2 separate regions of the Sus scrofa genome follow, and region 1 is linked to region 2. A link is a contact called in public HiChIP or PLAC-seq data. All regions are on one chromosome and are shown on one strand. The core of a region is the stretch at or near the end of the contact, and the rest is flanking DNA. Distances in the headings are between cores, read along the strand shown. Region 1 holds the start of BICRAL (GLTSCR1-like protein). Region 2 holds the start of RPL7L1 (ribosomal protein L7 like 1).

Region 1 (5,763 bases), core at 1,749-4,248, 88 kb before region 2:
CCTCTGAGGGGTGAAGTGACTTGCCCAGAGCCACACACCTGCTGTGTAACAAAGGTGGAATTTGAACCCAAGTCAGTCTGAGTACAGTGCCAGTGCCTTTAAGCCTAAGAATCTAAGTATCTCTAGAGGTACACATAAGAGTCCCTACTTATTTATGTACAGGGAGAACTTTAAATTTTTTATTTCACACACGCAGTATACAGCCCTTAGTAACTCATGGGGTATATTTCAGATTTCTGTGGTCTAGACACATCTGGTCATGCATAGCATCACTTACGCTCCAGCATTTGCATTCTCCGCCTCAGAGCATGGCCAACTAACCAAGGAGAACATTTAGAGGAAGAACACAAAAAAAACAGAAACATTTCCACTTTTACTTTTTATGTGGACACTTGTTTATTTAGAGGCCCAAACACATGCTAGAACATTTCAACGATAATTACATCTTCTTTTCCCTCTTTTTTCTGTGTCCACTTGCCCTTCTTTCTAGGTCATATACACAGATGAGAATCACTGGAGTGACCATTTAATTGTACATAATTAAATTGTAGGCAATACAGTTAAAATTATTTGCATATAGTCAAACCATTTTAAGAACTTTCCTCTTTAAAAGTTTCCCAATCTTACATTCAGATACCCAAATCCTGTCTGTATAAACCATAACTTAAAAGTTTATGTACAAAGGCATATCATTTATTTAAAAAAAATTTTTTTAATTCATATGGGAAAAAAATTAAGTTGTTTTTGGAGTTCCCTGGTGGCTCAGCAGGTTAAGGGTCTGGCCTTGTCACTGCTGTGGCTCAGGTCACTGCTGTGGTGAGGCTTCAGTCCCTGGCCCTAGAACTTCTGCATGCATGGGCACAGCCAAAATTTTGTTTTTGTTTTATTACTAACTGATTTCAATTTGCTGTTACCTGGTGAATCTGAGATTCTCCTTACTGCTATTCCAGTATCTTGTGACCAGCCCCCTCCCCACATATTTTAAATTAGATTTGAAAACTGGCATTGTCAAAGTAGGTCTTCCCTCGTTAAAGGGTGGTCCCCTCTGCCTGTACTACACCACTGAACTTGGTTTATATTGAAACAGCAAGAACTTCTTGTTCCCATGATCCTTTGGGAGACTTGAAAAGAGGGTAAATTGTGACGTCAACTAGGCCTGGGCTCCCCCAGCAGCTCTTACTAGACTGATGACCTTAGGCAAATTACTGAAACATTGGGAGATTTCATCTGCAAAAAAAATCTGGATAATTAAACATTATTCTATGGGTTAGCATGAAGGTTCATGCAAGGATAGAATATTAGAGTATCTCGAATAATGCCCGGTAGCACCTAGTAGGCCCTCAGTAAATGTCGGTGCTCTTATATTTAGACACTTGTGGAAAAAATTCACAATGCCCTATACTCTTCAGGAGTGTATAAATTCGGCTTTGTTGGGTGATCTTTTAAAGTCAGGTTTGTGGAGTTCCTGTTGTGGAGCAGTGGAAATGAATCCAACTAGTAACCATGAGGTTGCAGGTTCAATCCCTGGCCTCGCTTAGTGGGTTAAGGATCCAGGCGTTGTGAGCTGTGGTGTAGGTCAAAGATGCAGCTTGGACCCTGCATTGCTGTGGTGTTGGCTGGCAGCTGTAGCTCCAACTCAACCCCTAGCCTGGGAACCCCCATATGTGGAGGGTACAGCCCTAAAAAGCAAAAAATAAGGTCAGATTTGTTTTTCTTAAGGGTTTTGGCCTACTTAGGAGAAAAGCTTTCTGAAATCTATTAATATTTCATTGGAGCTGTGGAGCAACAGCTGTAAAACTTGCTTGGTGGGCCCTAATTGTGATGAATAATCCATGGAATCTATTGAAATGTAATTCTTTGAAACGTGTATTATAATTAAAACTCCAGCCAATCCAAAGGCACTTTGAAACATGTTTAAAAATTTCCCAAGCCAATTAGAAAACTGCTTGGTCCAACTGTCAAGTGTAGAGAAATATGCTAATGTATGCAAAGACTACTGTTCCAGGAAGGCCTTGGCTGAATGTGACCGACACTACACACGTTCTGAGCAAACACCTCGATGATACTATGTGATACTAAATCACTGACTGTATTATTAAGGCGTCTAAATACAAAGCACAAGTGGTTAATGACAGAGTGGCAGTAACTGGAACAAGATATGGTTTGTTTTTTTAAAAGATCTTTTATCTTGAATATGACAACATTGTATGCCAACCTTGACATATTTATTTTGTGCAATAAAATAGCACAGTTACAGTATTCTTATAAAAGCAACAAGGGGTGATACCATTATGCTTTTTAATGCTAAGGGGATATTATGTTAGAAACTAAACAATTTCACTTAGGAGTTCCTGTCTTGGCTCAGTGGTTAACGAATCTGACTAGCATCCATGAGAATATGAGAATACAGGTTCGATCCCTGGCCTTGCTCAGTGGGTTAAGGATCCGGCGTTGCCATGAGCTGTGGTGTAGGTCACAGACACCGATCGGTTCCTGCATTGCTATGGCTGTGGCAGAGGCTGGCAGCTATAATTCCGATTGACCCCTAGCCTGGGAACCTCCTTATGCCCCAGCTGCGGTTCTAAAAACAACAACAACAACAACAACAACAAAAAAAAACAGAGAGAGAGAGAACAGTTTCACTTAAATAATTTAAATCTAGGGATAATTTTATTTTAAACCCATCAACTATCTGGGGTAGTCTTTCTGTTTATCAGTAGAACTTCATTGCTATATGTAATACAAACTAAATTTTTTTTTTTTGGATTTTTTTTTTTGGTCTTTTTTTGTCTTTTTAGGGCCACACCCATGGCATATGGAGGTTCCCAGGCCAGGGGTACAATTGGAGCTACAGCTGCTAGCTTATGCCAGAGCCACAGCAACACCAGATCCTAGCTGAGTCTTCGACCTACACCACAGCTCATGGCAACGCCAGATCCTTAACCCACTCACTGAGCGAGGCCAGGGATTGAACCTGCAACCTCGTGGTTCCTAGTCGGATTCGTTTCTGCTGCGCCATGAGGGGAACTCCAGTAGTACAAAATAATTTAAAATTTTAGGATATTTCTAGGGATTACATAAGTATTTTTAAAAATCCGAATCACATTTTTGTACAATTGATCTTTTACCTTGATGGTTACTTAAATTAAAAGACAACAAAACCCCCACCATATTTTTGTGGGCATTTATGGAAAAAAGTAAATGTAATTAACCTAGACCACAAAGGCACCCACCCAAAATCCACATTGTCATAATTCACATTTATTTATATGCTGTGGGTGCTGGATGGTTAAATGGAGACATCTCAACAATTTGAGATTTGAGATTAAAAACGGGTGGTAATTATACTTGACTAAATAGTGTTAAAAGTTTGGGTAGCTTGCTCTTTTTTAAACTTGTTCTATTTCACTGGATTTTTGGGTAGCTCTCTTTTTAAGACTGGGGATCACATCATGAAGATTCCACAAATGTGGGATAAAAGTATCTACATAAAAAGAAAGCAGTTGGAATTGCACGTTTTGAGAGTGACTTAGCTCCTCACCTTCATCTTGGCCACTACAGTTGGTTTTTTGGTTTTTTTTTTCCTACCTTTCAATGTTGACATACAGGTTTACAGATAAGGTTTCACAGCATTCTGGAATGGAAAGAGGGTGTTGCAAAAGAAATCTTAGTAGAATTAAAAGTTAGAATGAAATCAGTTATTTGCCAAATAACTAAAAGTGATGTTTTCGGGTTTTTTATTTAAGCATATGCAAAAAAGTATTTACTGGGACTTGTTCTAATTAGAGTTATAAAGAAATACTGTGTTTTTTGTTTTTAAATTCCCCTCCTGCCTCTCCTCCCCCCAGCTAAAACTGGATTGTGTGTGTGTGTGTGTGTGTGCGCGCAGAGCGCCTGCGGAGAATAGCACGCATCTTGTAGATCTTAAAAAAAAAAAAAAAAAAGCCAAAAAACCCTGTTTCTTGAATAAACCACTACATTTCTTGAAGTTAAAAAGAATCCCAAAGGAAACAGGAATTAACAGCTCTGGAGCTTGGGTTTTCTTAAAAAAAAATTTTTTTTTTAATTAAAAAAATCCTAATCTCCACGTTTTTTGCTAGGCGAGAACCGAAGTTTGGAGGTAGACGAGCAGGCGAGCGGTTTGCCCGGGCGCAGAGCATGAAGGCCGGGCGGGCGCGGGGAGCGGGCGCCCGCCGCCCGGCGCGGGGGTGAGCGAGAGAGAGAGCGGAGCGCGTGTGGCCGGCGCCGCTCGGCCGGGAGCTCCCGCGCCCGCGCCCCGCGCCCCGCGCCCGCCGCCGCCGCCGCCGCCGCCGCCCCTGGTGCGATGGCGCAGAAACCCCGTTGACAAGGCACTGCTTTTTCATGACGGTGAGTTTCCCTTTGAGTGTATTATAATTTTGTGATAAAAATTTCAAGGAGAAAAAAAAAAAACACACACAACCTCCTTCCTCTGCCTCTTTCCTTCGGGGAGGGGAAAAGCGAGGGAGGGGGGGCTGGAGATCTATCTCCAGACAGACAGAAAAGAAAGAGGAGCAAATTAAACACCGAGTTGCCAAAACCAGGATATTAGGTTTCAGCCCAGAGAGCTATTGGCTAAGGCTGTGTTTTTTTTTTGGGGGGGGTGGGTTTGTGGGTGGGTGATGGTGGTGGTGGGTGGATGTTTAATGGACACGGAGAAAAGGGGAATCGAGTGTTTATGTCTTTCCCAGCGATGCCCGGGCCCCGGGAAGACCAAGTTCAGTGTCTCGGGCGGGGCGCGGGCGGGCAGGGGGCGGCGGGGCCGGGCTGGGGGCGCTTCGGCGGGGTGGGGGCCCGGCGCCTTTTTTTTTTTTTTTTTTTTCCTTTTCCGCGGATGCAAATTTCTGGAGCGGGGAGAGGGAGAGCCTGGGAAGGGGGGTGGCGTGGCGGTTGGTGGTGGGGAGGAGAGGGGAGGGAAGCCTTTTAATGACTCATTGATTGAGCCGGTTTAAAATTAGTTGTGTGCGCGAGTGTGAGTGTGTTTTCCGCCCCCCCGGAGCCGCCGGGAGCCGGGAAGGAGGGAGCGGGGCTCGGCGAGGGGAGGACGGCGCGGCGGGGCCGCGAGCAGGGGGCAGGGAGGGCCAGGAGTGACGGCGGGCGAGGAAGAAAAATAAGCTTTTCCAATCTCCTCCCCTCGGTTTTCCCCCCCTCGTTGCTTTTCTCTCTCGGAAGCTCTTGGGTGTGAATCGCATTTTCTTTCTTCTCGGCAAAATGGACCCCGCGTCCCGAGGGGGGAGGGGAGCGGGCGGGAGGGAGCCGGCGGCGGAGACGGGGTTTATTTTTCTTCCTGGCTTCCTCCTTCCCGCCGCTTGTGCGGGCGGCCGCGGCCGGGAGAGCTTGGGGCCGGCCGACCACCCCGGCCCGGTGCCCGGTTCCCTATCCGGCCCGGTTCCCGGAGCGCGCCTGCCGGCGGGACTGGCCTTTCCCCGTTGCCTCGCTGCCTGGGCCCGAAGCACCACCGACGACCCGCGGCCGGGCCCGAACAAGCCCTCGCGCCGCGCGGAGGACCCGGGGCCCGGCCAGGCGCCTGCTGCGGGGCCCGCGGGGCGGGTCCGAAGAGACGGGAGCTCGGTGGCACTCTTGGCCGAGATTGCGCGGGCCCGACGCGGTTCGCGTCCCCCGCATCGGCCGGGACGCGGGCTCTTGCGGGGGTGGGGTGGGGTGGGGGCGGTTGGAAGGCGCTAAGATGGCGCTGGGCCTGGCCCGTCGCCAGGGCTGGTGGCGCAGTTGCTCCGCGGGCGCCAT
Region 2 (5,529 bases), core at 1,644-4,143:
GAAAACAGACCCCCTTCAATTTATATATTGGGAGGGCCATCGTTTGGATTAGATGCGGCACCCTCTGAATAATGTACACAGTGAAGGAGATCAGTCCACAGGAGAAATGGGATACTGTCAAGAAATGGGGATGGAGGGAGTTCCCGTCGTGGCGCAGTGGTTAACAAATCCGACTAGGAACCATGAGGTTGCGGGTTCGATCCCTGCCCTTGTTCAGTGGGTTAACGATCCGGCGTTGCCGTGAGCTGTGGTGTAGGTTGCAGACATGGCTCGGATCCCGCGTTGCTGTGGCTCTGGCGTAGGCTGGCAGCTACAGCTCCGATTAGACCCCTAGCCTGGGAACCTCCATATGCCGCGGGAGCGGCCCAAGAAATGGCAAAAAGACAAAAAAAAAAAAAAAAAGAAAGAAAGAAATGGCGATGGATGTCAACAGGCCGAAAAATAAAAAATACTCTCTACTGAGATTTTGGGACATAAAGACCTACCTCACTGCATTTAATTGCATAGTCTTCCCTAATTTATTTAGTCATTCCGTAATGATGCACAACTGAAGTAGCCAAGAAAAAAAGAGAACTGCGGCCTATGAGGACAGGACAGGCTAAAAGGAATAATTTTTTTTTTTGGCCACACCCACAAGATGTGGAAGTTCCCAGGCCAGAGATTGAACTTGTACCACAGCAGCAACCTGAGCCATGGCAGTGACAATGCCAGCTCATTAACCCCCTCCCTGTGCCACAAGAGAACTCCAAGATTCTTCAGGTTGCAAATGGCGTGCCCCATTCTCATTTAGTAACCTTACTTTGAAATTTTAAAAAAAAATCTCAATTCTTGCCCAGTGCCCAGGGCACATGCGCAATGCTAAGTAAACATGTATTCGTGAACATTTTGGGGTTGAAGACAACGCCATCTCTCTCTGGACCAGTTGGGCTTTGGCTTTGGCACCGAAAATAAGTGTTCTCCTAGCACCATCTGCTGGCACTGGAAAGCCTTGCCTGAATCCTGACTTCCAAGTCTTTTTTCAGCCAGGAGTATTGTTGCATTGTTAATACCTCTGAAATACCTTTTATCTATAGACAAAGGATATTACAAAATAATGACTTATTTTCATTCCTTTTTTACTGTTTAATGAATTTGTTATACTTTAGTGTCCCTTCTCTATTTGCTTTTTCACAAACTAAGACACATGGTGAGATGCTGAAAGAGTAAGCATGAGGCTTGAGCCACAGTTGGTGACTCTGAAGGCCATGTTGTCCTTTGACATTTATTTATCAGGTTCTGGATTCTGCGCATGGCACTGTCTTTCTGGTTGTCTTAGATGCATAGCACATACCAATGTGATGCCTTGAGTTTAGATGGTTAACCAGCCCCTGCAGGTGCCTGTTGTTGTGAGAGGTGCTGTAGAAGATTCAGAGATGTGATGACTTCCCTGCATTCAGAGAACCCTGTCTAATCAGGGAAACAATAAACCAAACAATACAGGATAAAGTCTGTGGTGATGCCTTTAAGTGCTGACTGTCAAACAGTGACATTGCCTTAGACCTTAACATAAATATACATAGACTGTGCTAGACATTTGGCAATGCCTGGAGACAAGAACTTTGTCACCACTAGGATGGAGATGCTACTGGCATGCAGTGGGTAGAAACCTGGGATGCTGCCAAAATATTCTACAACCAACAGGACAAAGAATTATCTGGCCCCAAAAGCCTATAATGCCGAGAAACATTTAAAATTTTTTTTTTTTTTTTGCTTTTTTTTTAAGGCTGAACCTGCAGCATATGGAGGTTCCCAGGCTAGGCATTGAATCAGAGCTACAGCTGCTGGCCTACGCCACAGCCACAGCCACGCCAGCTCCGAGCCACCTCTTTGACCTATACCACAGCTCATAGCAACACCGGGTCCTTAACCCACTGAGTGAGGCCAGGGATCAAACCCACAACCTCATGGTTTCTAGTCGGATTCTTTCCGCTGTGCCACTACAGGAATTCTTAAAAAATAAACATGCTGAAGGAATTCAGAAAAAGGAGAGACTTCTCAAGATACTTGCTAGTCATGAGTTCTCTTGTGGCTCAGCGGGTTAAGGTCCAGTGTTTCACTGCTGTGGCTCAGGTCACTGCTGTGGCACAGGTTTGATCCCTGACTCAGAAACTTCCACATACTGAGGGGGCCGCCAAAAAACAAAGGAAAGAAAGAGAAAGAAAAGAAAAAGAAAAAGCCCTTCTAGTCAAAATGCACTTGAAGCATCCCCATCACTTTGAATCACGTTTAAAATGCAGAATATTGACTCCCCGCCCCTCCTGAATAAAAACGTGATTTTAACAAGATTTTCATGTGACTCCTATGCACATTAATGCTTGAGACACACTGGTCTGGAGGTTTCCATTAAAGACAACACGTGAGTTTTTATTTCTTTCTGAAGAGCAGGAGAGAAGGAAACCTATTCCAGGTGGTGAGAGCTATTATGAGGGAGTTCTGAAATCGTAAGTTGCAATTTCTCGTTTTCGGTACAGCAGGAATAATAATTAACACAGTGTTAACTGCTTACTGGACTTTGTTCTAAGCGCTTTATGTGGAGCAGCTCATATAACTTTCCCAAGGCTATTAGGCAAGATTCGCTATTACGTCCACTTTTTGGGTAAGGGAAACGAAGGGATAGAGGGACCCACTTGATCAGGGACCCACTGACGAAGCCAGGCCGAGGGAATCAGAGATGCCTTTGCCAGCACCCTAAGTCGTCCACACCTCCACCAACACAGAACCAAAGCTGCAGCCCCAAGCTCTCCGCACCAGGTGAAGGATACCGGATCCCGCCAGTCGCCTTCCGGGAGAAGCGCAGCCTAGCGAGCAGAAACCGGAAAATCGTCACCTCACTCCCTACCGGAAGTCGGTGGGAAGCGTTTCCTCGTTTGTGACCAGGCTTCCGGCGATATGAGAATACAGCTGAAATAAAAAGGGATGGTCTTTGAAGATGACCGGGCTCTAAAAAGCTTCTAAGCGGCGCCCAGGAAGCTTTGAGCCACTTTTGATAGGAATCAGGGTTAGCAAAACTTCAGCAGTTCATTGCTGCTAAGAAGGCGCAGGCTACCCGCTCGCCCTGGGGTGAGCTAGAGTAGACATCTCTATGGTCGAGAGACCATAGAGAGGTTCCTTCCCATGCGTGGGGCAACGCCTGAGCAGTAGCAGCTGCGCTGGAAAAATGGCGGAGGAGGAGTGAGTATCAGGGGCTCTGAGATTCTGGGTGGTGCCCTGAGCATCTGGTGCCATCCTCAGTATTTATTTCTCGGTGGCGGAAAATAAGGATCCTTGTGGACTGAAGAGAGACTTAGAAAAGGCTCCAGATTATCGAAGGAGGAGGGAGGAAGTGTTGGGCTGGGGCGGGCGGATGGGGCCTCTGTCAGGTTCGGATTACCTACCTCAAGGGGTGAGGAATGAGTTTGAGGCTGCGGGCTGGAGGGTGGGTTTCCCCAGCCTGACTTAAGTATTATCTCTGCAGCTGGGTCCGCACCCGCCCCAACCCCACGGGGCGGAATCTCATCGCTGGTGGTATCTGTAAAAGGCTATGACAGTAAAAGCTCCATTGACATACGAGGACCAGTGGCTAAGGGGTTCATGGTTCTTGAAAGCTTTTGAGAACTGGAGTCAGAAACGCCAGGTGGCGGGGTGGGAGCGCGGTCCTTAGGAGGTTTTAGACAGTAATGTTTGCGAAGCCCAAGCTGTCGTTTGGAAACGCATTGCAGATTTGTTTCCTAAATACTATCGCTTTTCTCCATTTTCTCTCTCAGGCAAAGAAAAAAGATCCCTTTGGTTCCAGAAAATCTCTTGAAAAAGAGGAAGGCATATCAGGCCCTCAAAGCCACACAGGCGAAGCAAGCGCTTTTGCAAAAGAAAGAGGTAATAGTGGGGAACCAGGTGGAAGGAATGAGAATTTGTGTTCGGTGAGTTTTATCCAGCACATGTTGAACTAATTTGGTACTGACAGTCGGCTTCCCCCATCAGCTGGATGATACATATTTGCTAAACAAAGCAAGTATGTATCAAATGCTTTCTGCAGGCAAAATACTGGAGTAGAGTTTAAGGAAAAAGCCAGTGGAGAGTGTTCCTTCCGGTTCATACCAAGGGATTCGAGAACATGCTTGTGTACCTAAAAGAAAAAAAATTTTCTTTTTTCTTTTTAGGCCGGCAGGTGTGGCACATAGAGGCTCCCAGGCTAGGGTTCAAATTGGAGCTACAGCTGCCGGCCTACACCACAGCCACAGCAACCCCCGATCCCAGCCACATCTGTGACATATACCACAGCTCACCACATCGGGTCCTTCACCCAATGAGTGAGGCCAGGGATCAAACCTGTGTCCTCATGGATACTAGTCAGATTCATTTCTGCTGAGCCACGACAGGAACTCCCAAAAACTTAAAAATTTTACTTACTTTTTTCAACCACATCCATGGCATATGGAAGTTCCTGGGCCAAGATTCCAGTCTGAGCCACAGCTGTGGCATTGCTGGGTCCTTAACCTGCTGTGCCATATTGGGAACTCTAATTTTTTTTTTTTTAATGTACCAGGTTTTTTGGTTTGCGTTTTTTGTTTGTTTTGTTTTTCTTTTTAGGACCACATATATGGAGTATGGAAGTTTCCAGGCCAGAGGTCTAATCAGAGCTGCAGCTGCTGGCCTACACCACAGCTACAACAATGCAGAATACTTAACCCACTGAGTGAGGCCAGGGATTGACCCCACAGCCTCATGGATACTGATCAGGTTCTTAACCCGCTGAGCCACAACAGGACTCTGAAATAGTTTTTGCTATTTGCCAAATGTTTTGGAGAAATACATATTTGGGAGGCATGAGCTTTATGATGCCTTATGTTCCAATAAACGTTGACTGACAGTGTGTAAACTAATTGGTTTTTTGCTTATTCAACAAGGACTGTCCCCAGTAGTTCTCAGGTTTTCTCAATTTCACCTTTACTTGAGTATGTTGGTGTTGTTTCCCCTCCCCAACACCCACGCCACAGCAGTGACAACACTGGATCCTTAACCCACAAAACCACCAGAGTGGGTTTTTCCATTATATAATAAAGTCCTAGTGTATAGCACTGGGAACTATATCTAGTCACTTATGATGGAGCATGATGGAGGATAATGTGAGAAAAAGAATGTATGTATGTTTGTGACTGGGTCACTGCTGTACAGTAGAAAATTGACGGAACACTGTAAAACCAACTATAATGGAAAAAGTAAAAAATCATTTTAAAAAACGAATGATGCTGGGAAAACTAAAAAAAAGAGAAAAAAAAGGGATGGGAGTTCCTGTATTGACTCAGTGGGTTAAGAACTTGACGTTGGAGTTCCCATTGTGGCGTGGTGGAAACGAAACCCACTAGGAACCATGAGGTTGCAGGTTCGATCCCTGGCCTCATTCAGTGGCTTAAGGATCTGGCATTGCCGTGAGCTGTGGTTAGGTTGCAGATGCGGCTTGGATCCTGTGTGGCTGTGGCACAGGATGGCAGCTGTAGCCCCAATTGGACCTCT

What was found. HiChIP or PLAC-seq counts read pairs in DNA pulled down with a chosen protein or histone mark.
Region 1: an H3K27ac HiChIP or PLAC-seq map of alveolar macrophages shows a contact between it and region 2. The contact joins the promoter of BICRAL here to the promoter of RPL7L1 in region 2. A contact is called at or near these places in 2 of 5 promoter capture datasets (fetal liver and liver), 11 of 47 Hi-C or Micro-C datasets (embryonic fibroblasts, fibroblasts, heart right ventricle and 4 more) and 2 of 2 datasets of contacts at active chromatin or transcription factors (alveolar macrophages and skeletal muscle).

The regions. Positions count from the first base shown.
Region 1 is chr7:37,849,155-37,854,917 of Sscrofa11.1, forward strand. BICRAL (GLTSCR1-like protein) reads left to right here and starts at 2,999. Exons shown (of 13, transcript XM_021098729.1): 1 at 2,999-4,368.
Region 2 is chr7:37,937,656-37,943,184 of Sscrofa11.1, forward strand. It overlaps RPL7L1 (ribosomal protein L7 like 1), which reads left to right and starts at 2,894. Exons shown (of 7, transcript NM_001123192.1): 1 at 2,894-3,210; 2 at 3,783-3,891. The coding sequence starts at 3,197.